Regions from separate parts of the Zea mays genome. Here region 1 is linked to region 2. Evidence: chromatin contacts called from public Hi-C data. All regions are on one chromosome and are shown on one strand. The core of a region is the stretch at or near the end of the contact, and the rest is flanking DNA. Distances in the headings are between cores, read along the strand shown.

Evidence for each region. A called contact is a pair of places that touch in the nucleus more often than the background predicts.
Region 1: a contact with region 2 is called in a Hi-C map of endosperm, with 2.6 times the contacts expected there. The contact joins the promoter of LOC100285796 here to the enhancer-like site in region 2. A contact is called at or near these places in 2 of 25 Hi-C or Micro-C datasets (ear and endosperm).

The regions. Positions count from the first base shown.
Region 1 is chr7:114,618,236-114,624,066 of Zm-B73-REFERENCE-NAM-5.0, forward strand. It overlaps LOC100285796 (dihydrolipoyllysine-residue acetyltransferase component of pyruvatedehydrogenase complex), which reads right to left and starts at 1,515. Exons shown (of 6, transcript NM_001158686.3): 1 at 524-1,515; 2 at 249-440; 3 at 50-137. The coding sequence starts at 1,348.
Region 2 is chr7:114,108,358-114,114,168 of Zm-B73-REFERENCE-NAM-5.0, forward strand. No RefSeq gene overlaps it. Among protein-coding and RNA genes, the nearest start is that of LOC100501848, 7.9 kb to the left of the region's middle. Within about 2 kb of position 3,339, at least 18 of the 20 cell types and tissues checked have an H3K27ac peak or open chromatin away from gene starts, as enhancers often do. A contact at or near this core is called in ear and endosperm, where this site is marked.

The DNA of each region.
Region 1 (5,831 bases), core at 265-2,764, 510 kb after region 2:
AGTTTTCGTGAACAGCTGATGTCAATAGAGCAAAGGATATGTTGTATACCAGAGTTGTATTCATTTGGTTGCAGCTGCTTCATGCGTGCCTTCTTGAGCAGCACTCTCCACTTTCGTGCAAGCAGATATATATCCATCTGCCATGTCAATTTTTGGAGCTACTTAGTAGACGAAAATTGTATGCACTCGACAATCCACTCATACCCTAAAATGCTGCGTTGCCACCCTCGAGTGCAATAAGCACCGACCTTATCAGCATCCTCTAATACTGGAGTAAGAAGGCCACCCTCGAGTGCAACAGCCACTCCAATGTTGACATCATTGTTGTAGGAGAAGCTCTTTCCATCTCTGCAGCTAGCATTTACTACAGGGTGTTGGGTGAGCGCCACAGCTGCCGCCTTCACCAGCAGCACTGTCTTTGTAACCCCCTTTGACTTAACCTATATCAAACTCAAATCAATCAGTACAGCATGGTCGAGGTATGAAATCCAACGCTCTGCCTGAGATCAATAGAAAATTGTACCTTCTCATAGAGTGCGTCAAGCTTGTCAGTGATCATGGAGTAGCTAACCCGGAATGTCGGTACCCTCAAGCTCTCCACCATGTTCTTGCTCACCGCCGCCTGCATTGTCGTGAACGGCACCACCGTGCCACCGGGTACTGGTGGCAGCACCGCACTTGCGGGCACTAGTGGCGCAGCGTCAACAGAAGCAGGGGGTGGAGGTGGAGGGGGTCGCTTGTGCTTGATGCCAGCAGCTGCCTCGACGTCAGCCGCCGTGACGCGGCCGTGTGGCCCGGTGCCGACAACCCCGGCGATGTCCACCCTGTGCTGCTTCGCGAGTTTCTTGGCGTAAGGTGTCGCGATGCCCTTTGTCGCTGGAGGCGCCACAGGCGCTGGAGGAGGTGGCCCCAGGGCGGCGGCGGCATGGGGAGGAGAGGGTGCCTGGCTTTGTCCCTGCGAGAGGGCCTGAGCGCGCGCCCGCGCCAGCGCGACCTCCTCCTCTGATTCAGCGAGGAGGGCGATAGGGGCGCCTACGGGGGCGGTCCCACCGGCCGGGACGAGGACGACTGCGACTATGCCATCGTGGAACGTCTCCACATCCATATCGGCCTTGTCGGACTCCACGACCACCACTGGGTCGCCCTTGCCCACGCGGTCCCCCTCGGCGGCCGTCCAGGAGACGATCTTGCCCTCCATCATCGTTGAGCTCAGCGCCGGCATGAATATCTCCCGAATCTTCGCCCTCACCACCGCCATCCTCCTCCGCCGCGGCGCCCCCGGAGCAGCAAGGCGCGCGCGTCCCGGGGCGGTGGGGACGGAGAGGCAGGGAGGAATCAGAGACGCCATGGTGCACTGGTTGATGATCACTGAACAAATGACCCCCCTTTCAGGACTCGGTTGGGTTGGGTCTAGGAGAACGCGGGCAGGGCGGCGGAATCCGGCGAGCGGCGCGAGGTGGGAGACGAACCAGATCGTTAGGTGAAGCCGTGAAGGCGGCCAGCCACTGCAGTGTGGGCCCGGGGCGCCAGCCGCCGTTAATACTCCGTACCCTAATACTATCTCCTGCAGATTACCCATCCATGTACCAGATTACCCATCCATGTACCTGTATTCAAATTTTACTCTGCGATTATTGCGGTCTATAATGGAAAATAGTATATATAGATAAAATTTGAATAATATGCTGGAGTTGACCTACCATGTGGACTAAACGCCTCTTAGTAAAAGCTATGCCGTAGCAACTCCAAGAGAAAGCTAAAAAAAGTCCCAAAACGTTTTAAGGGAGAAAAGGGCCACATCTTCTCTCCAACAGCATACTGTTAATACTTTTCCAATTTTTAATTATCGACAGCCTTCCTCCTGCGTATTTATGCAAACCAATGATATCCAATTTATATCTATACTATATTTAAAGCATCAGTTTCAACGGTCATCCCGCGTCATCTTTTTACAAATAATCCCTCATAGTTATTTCAAATTAATCCGTTGCACGCCTATAGATGGCCAAAGGCGGGCATGGACCAGACGCCCGCGGGGCACCTCTAGCCCAGACACGTCATGCTGACCTACTGACTGTGTCGGACCAGCTCGTTAGCCCGTCGACCCATTTGATTAAATCAACGTAAAATGTAACAGTTATTTCAAATTAATCCGTTGCACGCCTATGAATGGCTAAAGGCGGGCACGGACCAGACATCCACGGGGCACAACTCTGGCCTAGACCCTTGGATTCGTTTCGCAAAGGGAGACATCTTGGCTAAACACTAACACAATCTACAAATACCACTTCCAATACAATTTGTAGAAACTCCGACTCCCGTTCAGAAAGAAATGGGACTTCCCCCGAGAGGGGATTCACTACTTGATGATGGTCCGTCGGCTCATTTGATTAAATCAACGTAAAATGTGGAGGTGGTGATTGAACCCATGCTCTGATAGAAGAAGAGCGGGAGACACTGTCTAACCAGTAGAACATCATGCTCAAATATTTTTAATATTGAATATAAATTATATATGTATATACGTTTTTTTGTAAAATAAAAAAATATAATCGTGTCGGACCGGACCGGGCCGGGCCAGCACTACAGACCGAGGCTACCACAACAGCACGCACAGTCATTTTCGGCGGCCAGAGGCCGCCGAAAATAAGCTATTTTCAGCGGCTTTAGGCCTATTTTCGGTGGTCTCTGGCCGCCAGAAAAAATCAGCCGAAAATTAGCACTTATTTTTGGCGGCTGACATCTGGCCACCGAAAATAGCTTATTTTCGACGGCCAATAGAACAGTCGTCGAAAATAAGTGCCAATTTTGGCGGCCAGACGTCGCTGCCAAAACTAAGGGCTGCCGAAAATAACCCATGCTTATTTTCGGTGGCTCACTGAGGCCGCCGACCAACAGAACAGCCGCCAAAAATAAGTTCTCTTCCCATCAACTATATGTCATCTATGTTGGTTCCCAAGAGTGTGCTCAATGCCATTGATCGTTGTAGGCGTGCCTTCCTCTGGTCACGGAACGATGCCTCGTTGCCTCGAATGAGGTTTGTCGTCCCAAAAATTGTGGCGGCCTTGGCCTTCCTACAGAATCTGGTGATTTAACAAGGTTCTCAGTGTCTCTCATGTTCATTGGGTAAAATGGTGCTTCGGTGGTTCTGATCCCAATTAGCTTCCATGCCCTGTTGCTCCCATATACATTGGGTGTGTCTTCACTTCCCTCGTTGATCTCCTTAGGTCATGCACCTTCGTTGTTGTGACTTCTTTCTGGCTTCATAGGTGGAATCTTACTTTCTTAGCGACCCTTGTGTGTCTCCTTCTCCTCCCTCTTTTCTCATTCTATCGAAACTAAAGTATCGGTCAAAGGTGTCCTTAGTAATAATCTTGATTTGCGCCTACGGCCTCGACCAAGCTCGTTACCCTATATGCAATTTTGACACAAGTTCAACTATCGTTACCCTACATGAAAATGATGGGCTCAGAAAATGATTTCTTCACCAGCATGGCGTAGTATACTATTGTTGAATATATAGGAACAACTATATATTCAACAAGAATGAAGATCCCCGGTGCATGTCCTCATCACTAGGATTGTTAGTGATCTTGGTGTATATATAGTGCCATCGGCTTCCTGTAACGGGGTGTTTGGATCTCTTTATTTTAGAGGAATTGGAACTCACTTAATAAAGTAACATATTTAGCTTGGAATATGACATCTCACCACTTTCTTAAGTTTAGATATAAGTCTATCTTAAATTCATGAGGTGAAAGATGAGAAATGATTTTATATACTAGTAGAATATGTTTCTACACTGTAATTTACATGACGCTCTTCGACTCACTCCTTTATAGTAAAAATATAGCACATAAATATCTCCGACATCTTGCTAATAATAGTATACAAATATATTTTGTATAAAACCGATTTAGCTTAATTGATATATACCTAAATTACTATTATTAGAATGGAATTTAATTCCAATTAACCAAAGAGGACGTAATATGAAAAAGTTTCAATTTAGACCTGGTGTGGTTAAGTAATCTCACTGTCCCTGGATCTTCACCATGCACCTCCCTCAGGTGCTGGTTTTTAAAAGTTAATGTTATTGGTGAAAATGAATGTCTGGATATCCGAATTATCCGTATTCGATTTCAATATGGATGTCAAATGGATATATTCGAATTCGATTTATATTACGTTTTTCTATCCGATTCCATATTCGTATTCGAAAATACCATGAAACATCCGATACTATCCGTATTTGTGAAAAAATATGTTTCATGGAACCATTTAAAACTTAACTTTATCACTAATTACTAATTAAAAATGATTTTAAGTTTAATAATGTCGGCGTTTCGAGACCGGGGGGTCCCTGGACCGACGAGTGAAATGTCGTCGCGTGCCCCAGCCCAGATGGGTCGGCGCGAGACTGTAAGTGCAATCAACCCTAATTGAGGGTTTTGGTGATTAATGACAAAACAAACTGAGATTCTAACAAGTTTGCTCCTAGCATGTACACAGAAATTCTACAGACAAGAGAAGCACAGATCTTACGAGCATAACAGTATAAAGCACAGCGGATTTAAAATTACATATCAAATGGCGTGCTCCAAGTGCTAAGAAACAACGACGATGCTAAATTTATAATTCTTGAGTCATAGGAATCACCGTGCAATTAAGAGGGATCCGCGACCGTTAAGTAAGTTGTGCAATGAGCCAAGTTCAAAATCTTTTGAAAACATCTTGGAGATCATTTTTCTAGATCATGAATGTCCTTGAGAAAAACAAATTTTACTTCCCACAAAGACTCCGCCTTTTGTTCTCTTCAAAATACTTCAAATTTGGTTTCAGCCCCCAAAACCGGTTCAACCGGTCCTGAAACCGGTTCAACCGGTTTCGGTACTGTTCACCTGCCACCTCTGCTCTGACCTGTCTGACAGTCAGTGCTGTCAGAAAAGTCGCAGCAGATATTTTTCTAAAACCGGTTGAGCCGAATTTTTTCCTTACTCAGCCGGTTTTGAAATCGGTCGAGTCTCCGGCTGAGTAGCTCAGTGGACCGGGATCCCCCTGGTAGAAACCGGTTCAACCGGTCTGAAAACCGGTTCAACCGGTTTTTACTCTTTTTCTCCCAACTGCTGCCAGCTTTTGGGGGATCCTTTATATACCCCCTCACACTCTCTCTCTCATTTACTCCTGCCTCTCCCACGAATTCTTGGCTGACCAACCTTCAAACAAGCGCATTCCTTTCACCTTTCACACCCGCAATCGCATCTCCTTCAATCATTTGAAGGACCCTTGGTGTGAGGTGAACTCGATCGAACTCGCTGTCAATTTCATCTCGATTCTCCCATTCTCTTTGTTCTTGAGCTCGTTGCAAACTTAACCGTGTGCGGATTTGTTACTCTTGGAACCTCGTGTTCCTTGACGGTTAGAGGTTGCTTGGGAGTCTCCAAATTTGTGGACGACCCCAAGAAGTTTGTATCACCCGCTCTTTGAGCTGATTTGAGAAGAGATTGCCTTGACCTTTGTGGTCGGCTTGTGGAGGATTAGGGTTGGAAAAGACCCAGCCCTTTGTGGGTTCCTCAACGAGGAGTAGGACACCTTTGTGGTGGTTGCCGAACCTTGGGTTATATCGCGTGTTCTTGTGTGTTCTTGTCAAGCGCTTTATATTCGGTAGTTGGTTCATATTATTCATTCGAGTAGATTTTGTGTAGGGCAAGTCTTTAGCTATATTCTTCACTACTTCGTATTTGTTCAACAGATTATCTAATTTAAGTTGAGCAGGTTCAAACTTGTTCAGTTGTAATTAAAATCGACTGAACCGGTTTGCACCAGTGCAA
Region 2 (5,811 bases), core at 2,089-4,588:
CGGTAGGCAATGGAAAGACAGCGGGATTCTGGAATTCTAGTTGGATCCAAGGCCAAGCCCCTAGAAATATTGCGCCCTCACTCTTCAAGAAGGCAAAGAGGAAGAACATCACGGTCGCCAAAGCGCTCACTAACAACACTTGGATTCGATTATGCTACCCATTCTCGGGTGAGGGGGAGTTTAGTGAGTTCTTCTCCCTTTGGCAGGCCATTGGTAGCATGCCAGAGCTCAACGGGTCAGAGGACAACATTTCTTGGAGATGGACGGCAGATGGGCAGTACAGTGCTAGCAGTGCATACAAAATACAATTCGCTTCCAACTTCAGCAGAATGAATCTGTGCCCCATTTGGAAGGCTAAAGTGGAACCGAAGTGCCGTTTTTTTGCTTGGACGGTACTGCATAAGAGAATACTGACTGCTGATAACCTTCAAAAAAGAGGCTGGCCTTGTAACCCAATCTGCTGTCTCTGCAACTCAGCGCCGGAAACAATTCTGCATTTATGCAAGGATTGCCCCTTTAGTAGAGAGGTTTGGAGCAAAGTTTTGTCTCGGGGCAATCTTCATTTCCTGACTGGGGTCCCTAGTGGCTCTTCCTTGTACGATTGGTGGACAGATCTGCGCAGTCTTTGCAGCAGTCAGAGAAGGAGGGACCTCGACGGCCTGCTAATTCAATTCTGGTGGAATCTATGGCTAGAAAGAAATTTCAGAATCTTTCAAGGACAGCATAGGGGTGTTGACCAAGTTACTTTGGCTATCTTGGGCATTGCTAGTAGCTGAGGTCTTGTTTAGGTCTTGTTTGGAGTCTTCCTAGTGGCTTTTTTGTTTTTTGTTTTTGTATTTTTTCCTTGCTCCTTTTTTCTTCTTCTCTTCGGTTCTTCGTGTCTGTTGTTCCCCCTAGTTTTTCTCCCTCATCTAATATAGATCGGAGAGGCAAGCTTTTTGCCCCTTCCTTTCAAAAAAAAAAAAAAAAAAAAAGGACTGTGGCTGTGGACAGTGTACCATGCACACCTAGCTGCCTGAGTGAACCATCTGAAAGATTCTGAACAAAGAGTGCAGCGTAGTGTGTGATGAGATAGCTGGTGGTGCCAGAACAGGAGATGCTGCTCTTTTGTTTGCATCTTGTGACAGGATATCGTATTAAAACGCCGTGCATGCGCGACAAAGCAAGCAGGCAATCAAAAAAAAAAAAAAAAAAAAAAAACTCGCGAAGCTTGCCGCCGCCGCGCGCGGGCGCGATGATTGAGAACGCGGAGCTTTCCGTTCCTGGGTTTAATTTGCCGCGGCATGGGGGCAGGGGCTTTTCTGTATCTTGCCTGCAGCCCTGCCCTGCCCTGCATGCATGGCGTACGTGCGACCTCCTCCTGGACGTGAAATGAAAGCTGATAGATGGGTCGACCCGACCGCTCTCCCAGGGCTCTGGAAACATCGGTCGCTGACAATGCAGCCGTATCTGAATCTCGACAGAATGAATTATACTGACAATTCATAAAAATATCCTCCATCAGGAATGTGCGTTCTGGTAGTAGTAGGTATGTATAGTAGAAGAGTAAGACGCGGTTCTTGAGAAACCGAGGGCTCTCTCTCCGACTCAGACAGACACTCTCACCATGACCAGTCAGATCAAACTAGCTAGACGACTCCTCCTCCAGACCTTCCTGACGCATGCACACGGAACGGAAACGTGGGTTTTTACTTTTACAGCACCGTGGCGCACGGGCGTGACGTGAGTGCGACACACACACATACCGACGCACGGCGTCGGTGAAAATTGCGGGACAGCGTGAAAGGCTCCGAACGAAAGAGCTAGCGACGCTCTGTCGGCAATTCATCAACATCAAGGCTAGAAAATGGCTTGGCCTGAGTGACCGGTGTGGTCAGCTGGTGGTCTCACCCGCACGCACGCACGCGGTTTCCTTCGAGAGTCCTGACGTGCAGTCTCGACGCATTTTCCGGCCTCACCGTCGTCCGGCGACCGGTGGAGAGTCCCCTTTTACACTCTCTCTTTTTTTCCCGTCGGTCAGCACTGTTCGGCGATCGCCGTGGTCCGGAAGAAACGCGCGCCGTCTAGCGTGTGCCGTTGTTGCCGTCACACGTGTGCAGGCACAGCTGCCGCGCCATAGACTCGTACGTGCGCGTCGTCGACCCCACCACCTGGCAGCAGGATACGTATATAGAATTTCCAACGGAACACGAAAAACAACGATCCTGAATAATCCTGATACACACACGGACGAACATGACAGACAGAAAGAAAGATCCCACGCGCGATCCCAAAGAAATCCTCGCGTGCCAGGGTTTTCCAAATTCTTGCCCCGTTTTCAAACTAAGGTCCTGTTTTGGCCGGCTCCTGCAAAAATGACTCTGGTTTTTTCTTCTCTTCAAGAGCAGCACCTAGATTTGCCTACGCTGGAAACAGCCATCATCGTCACTGGCCACTGGGACCTCAGTCAGTTAACAAATTAAAATGGCATGTATAATCCGCTGCTCTCCACCTGGTGCGCAGTGAGGAACCACAAGAGTGTATACAGATGGCACATCAGATGGATTTCGAGAATCTCTCGATCGACAGCAGGCCGAAGAACCAAAGGGGCTCTGACCTGCGGGCGGCGCAAGAGATTTGATTTCTCTTCTCGTCTTGCCTTGAAAGCTACCAGCCGCCAGTCTTTGTCCGCGTAATCATCGAGAGAGAAAAAACTAGCGAGTAGGCTGTATCAACATATGATTCTCTCCCGGGACTTTTAAAAGATGCGCAAAAGTAAGGAGAGAGAGAGAGAGAGAGCTCGTGAAAAAGCGCGCGAGCTTTGGTATGAAATTCTTTGGGCAAGTTGCGCCATATCTCCGAAACCCTGTCCGCCATTAAGTCCTCGGCAATTAGGCCTGGATCATTAGCTAGGTCTCCGCACTTGCTTACTCGTGCGGTCGTGCCACGCATCGTTGCTCGTTTCGGACAAGAACAAAATCTCGTGAAAACCTTTTTATGCGGAACAGGAAACTGAATCGCAGTAGGAACCTGAGGGCCGGGACCGGGACGACAGCCGCCGAAGGGAAGATGGCGACGTGCTTTCTTTTCTCGTCTCGTAGAAGCTGGATGCAGGTTGATGGGCTCGTCATGGCCCAACAGGCTAATTTTTTATGGGCTTGCATCCCGAATACAGTACCGTAGTGAAAAAAAAGTGATGAATTAAATCTTCTTTCTTTACTTGGTGACAGAAGAAAAAAAAAAGGAGAGGGGTGTGGCGCGCGGCCGGCCGAAAAGAAAGAATCCCGGCCCAGCGCAGAAAGCCATCATGTCGCCAAGGGATCGATTGCGGACGCGAGACTGTGCTGGAACCGGTGTGGTCGTACAACATGCAAGTAAGTGGACTGCAAGCGCGGCGAGTTCCGGTTCGTCCGTCGCGCATGGCACCACAGAGGGGCGGTATTTTCTCTGTCCTAAAAAGTTGCCGCTTTATTACTCGTACATGTTAAAACAGTATTTATATCTCTAAATAAAGTTATTGTCATAATAAACTTAAAATACAGTTAAGTATTTAATGATACTAATTCTGTATATAAATATTTATATTTTCTTATATATATTTGATAAATGTCAAAAAACAATTACCTTCTTCAAACGACAAGGACAGCTACTTTTCAGAGACGGAGCAGAGTACGTTCTCTTTATTTTGACCTTCAGTGGCAGTGTACGTGTTAGGATAAGCAATGCAGAATACGGAAAGAAGTCCCGGATTTATACGCCGCCTTGTAATGCTTTGCATTGTGCGCGACATAGACCCCTTACCTTATTTGCATTTGTAGCTTGTCCAACCCTTGAGAGTTCAAGTATCATTATCCTTTTTATTGATGTACTGCTTCGTCTTAAATAACTCTAGGACTAGATTGCATATACGAGTTCTCCAAGAACTCTCTAAAATTCTCCTCTAAATCATTTTTTGAAAAAAAACACAAAAAAGGTTGTCTTCAACCGTTCCCTTAAAGTGCCCCTAACTTTTTTATAGCCTTTAAAACTCCCACATTTGTAACTAGAAAAAGGGATTTTTAGGCTCCCCGGAAACACAATCGGTTGTCGGCAGCGTGTTCCTGCAATCCGGCATCTACATCACTCGGACCGCTATTGGACCTCCATCATCGGTTAGGCCTCTACTATCGCTCGGCCCTACCGTTGGTCTTCCCTCACTAGCCATGCCCACCTCCAGCGACACTTGTAAAACATATCTATGTGGGCTTAAGAGTGACTTGGCCTAGTTTAAAATGTTTTTATCCAATTTTAAGGGACTGTTCGAGAAATCTACCCTCCAATAATTTCTGAGATGCTACTAAAAACTGGATTTTACGAGTCATTTTTAGAGCTCTTGGACAAAAACTTCTATCACTTTGGATCATAGATTTTAAATTCTAGAAGAAATATAATTGAAGGGCTAATCATTTTACATGAAGCAATACATGAAGTCCATAAAAAATATGAATGGAGTCATTCTAAAATTAGATTTTTGAGAAAGCATATGATAAAGTTAATTGGCCTTTTCTACAATAAACGTTACAGGTGAAAAGTTTTTTTTCTCAAAAATGGTGTTAGTGGATCAATAAGTTTGTTAGTAAAGGGACCGTTGGGACAAAGATGAATGATGATGTAGGTAGATACTTTCAAACTAAGAGCTATGACATAGAAATATACTGTCTCCTTTGCTCTTTAATCTTGTAGCAGATATGTTGGGAACATTAATATCTAGAGCCAAGAAAAATGGGGCAACAAAGCGGTATTTGTTAACCACTTGCCGGCTAAGAACTGAACCACCCTGACTTGGCGACTCCTCTTCTTGTTGCTGCATAATGTGAATGACTACAATGACCAAAATAGTGTTCCCTTGTTGTGTGGCATGTTCGTCAAGATTTTGATGCTTTTGTGCCACATACGCATCCACATCTACAAATGGAATGATTTAGTCAAACAAGTTTGTAGGTAAGCCACACACGAGTGATTAGTAAGTGCGTAAAGGGTAACATTATTTCCTATAATCGTCGAACATCAATCGTGGAACAAGGAATAATGATATATCTTCAATTTAATTTCACAACACTAAAAACGGGAACTAAGGTGCAACTGTTGGAAGTGAAAGGAGCAAACAAAACCTAGATTCCTCCCTCATTTGGGGGCATTAGTTGTCCAACAATGGTGGTATTTTAAAGATGTGGAGATTGAGATGGGATTTGGGAGCGACAGGTAGGCAGCGAGTAGGGGAGCTCAGCATTGAGTGCGAGAACACTGCGACACTTACTGTTGAAGATGTGAACTTAGGTTACGTCGAAGTCGTCAGAGAAGTCGAGGCGACGACGTGTACCAGGCAAGGTCTCGCTGGAATTGCTTGCTGGTGGCTCATGATTCCTATTCCTGGGGCGGTATAGCTTAGCCTGCGCAGTACCCTTTTGTTGAAGGTCGTTCGAGCTTTTCCTGGGAGTATGGCATGGGTTACATACTTCAGCGTCGTAGCGCCTAGTATGAGCCTCGTGGAGAAGCAATGGCTAGTCCATGAGGCTCATACTTCAGCGCTGCAGCGCTTGGTACTCGGACCTCGGCTCGAGGCATTTTCTCTACCCCTTCTTACCCTAAAAAGGTAGGGTCACCTTGTGTCCTTAAACCTATAACCATTTTTTTGGCTAACCTAGCCTCCTTCGTCCCTCCGTACCAACAAGGGGTAGTACAGGAATATTGACCTGTTGTCCATCGACTATGCCTTTCAGCCTGATCTTAGGCCCACCCTTTGTTGCAGCGACATCTAGCGAGCCGATACCGAGGCTAGGGAAGAATTCTTGT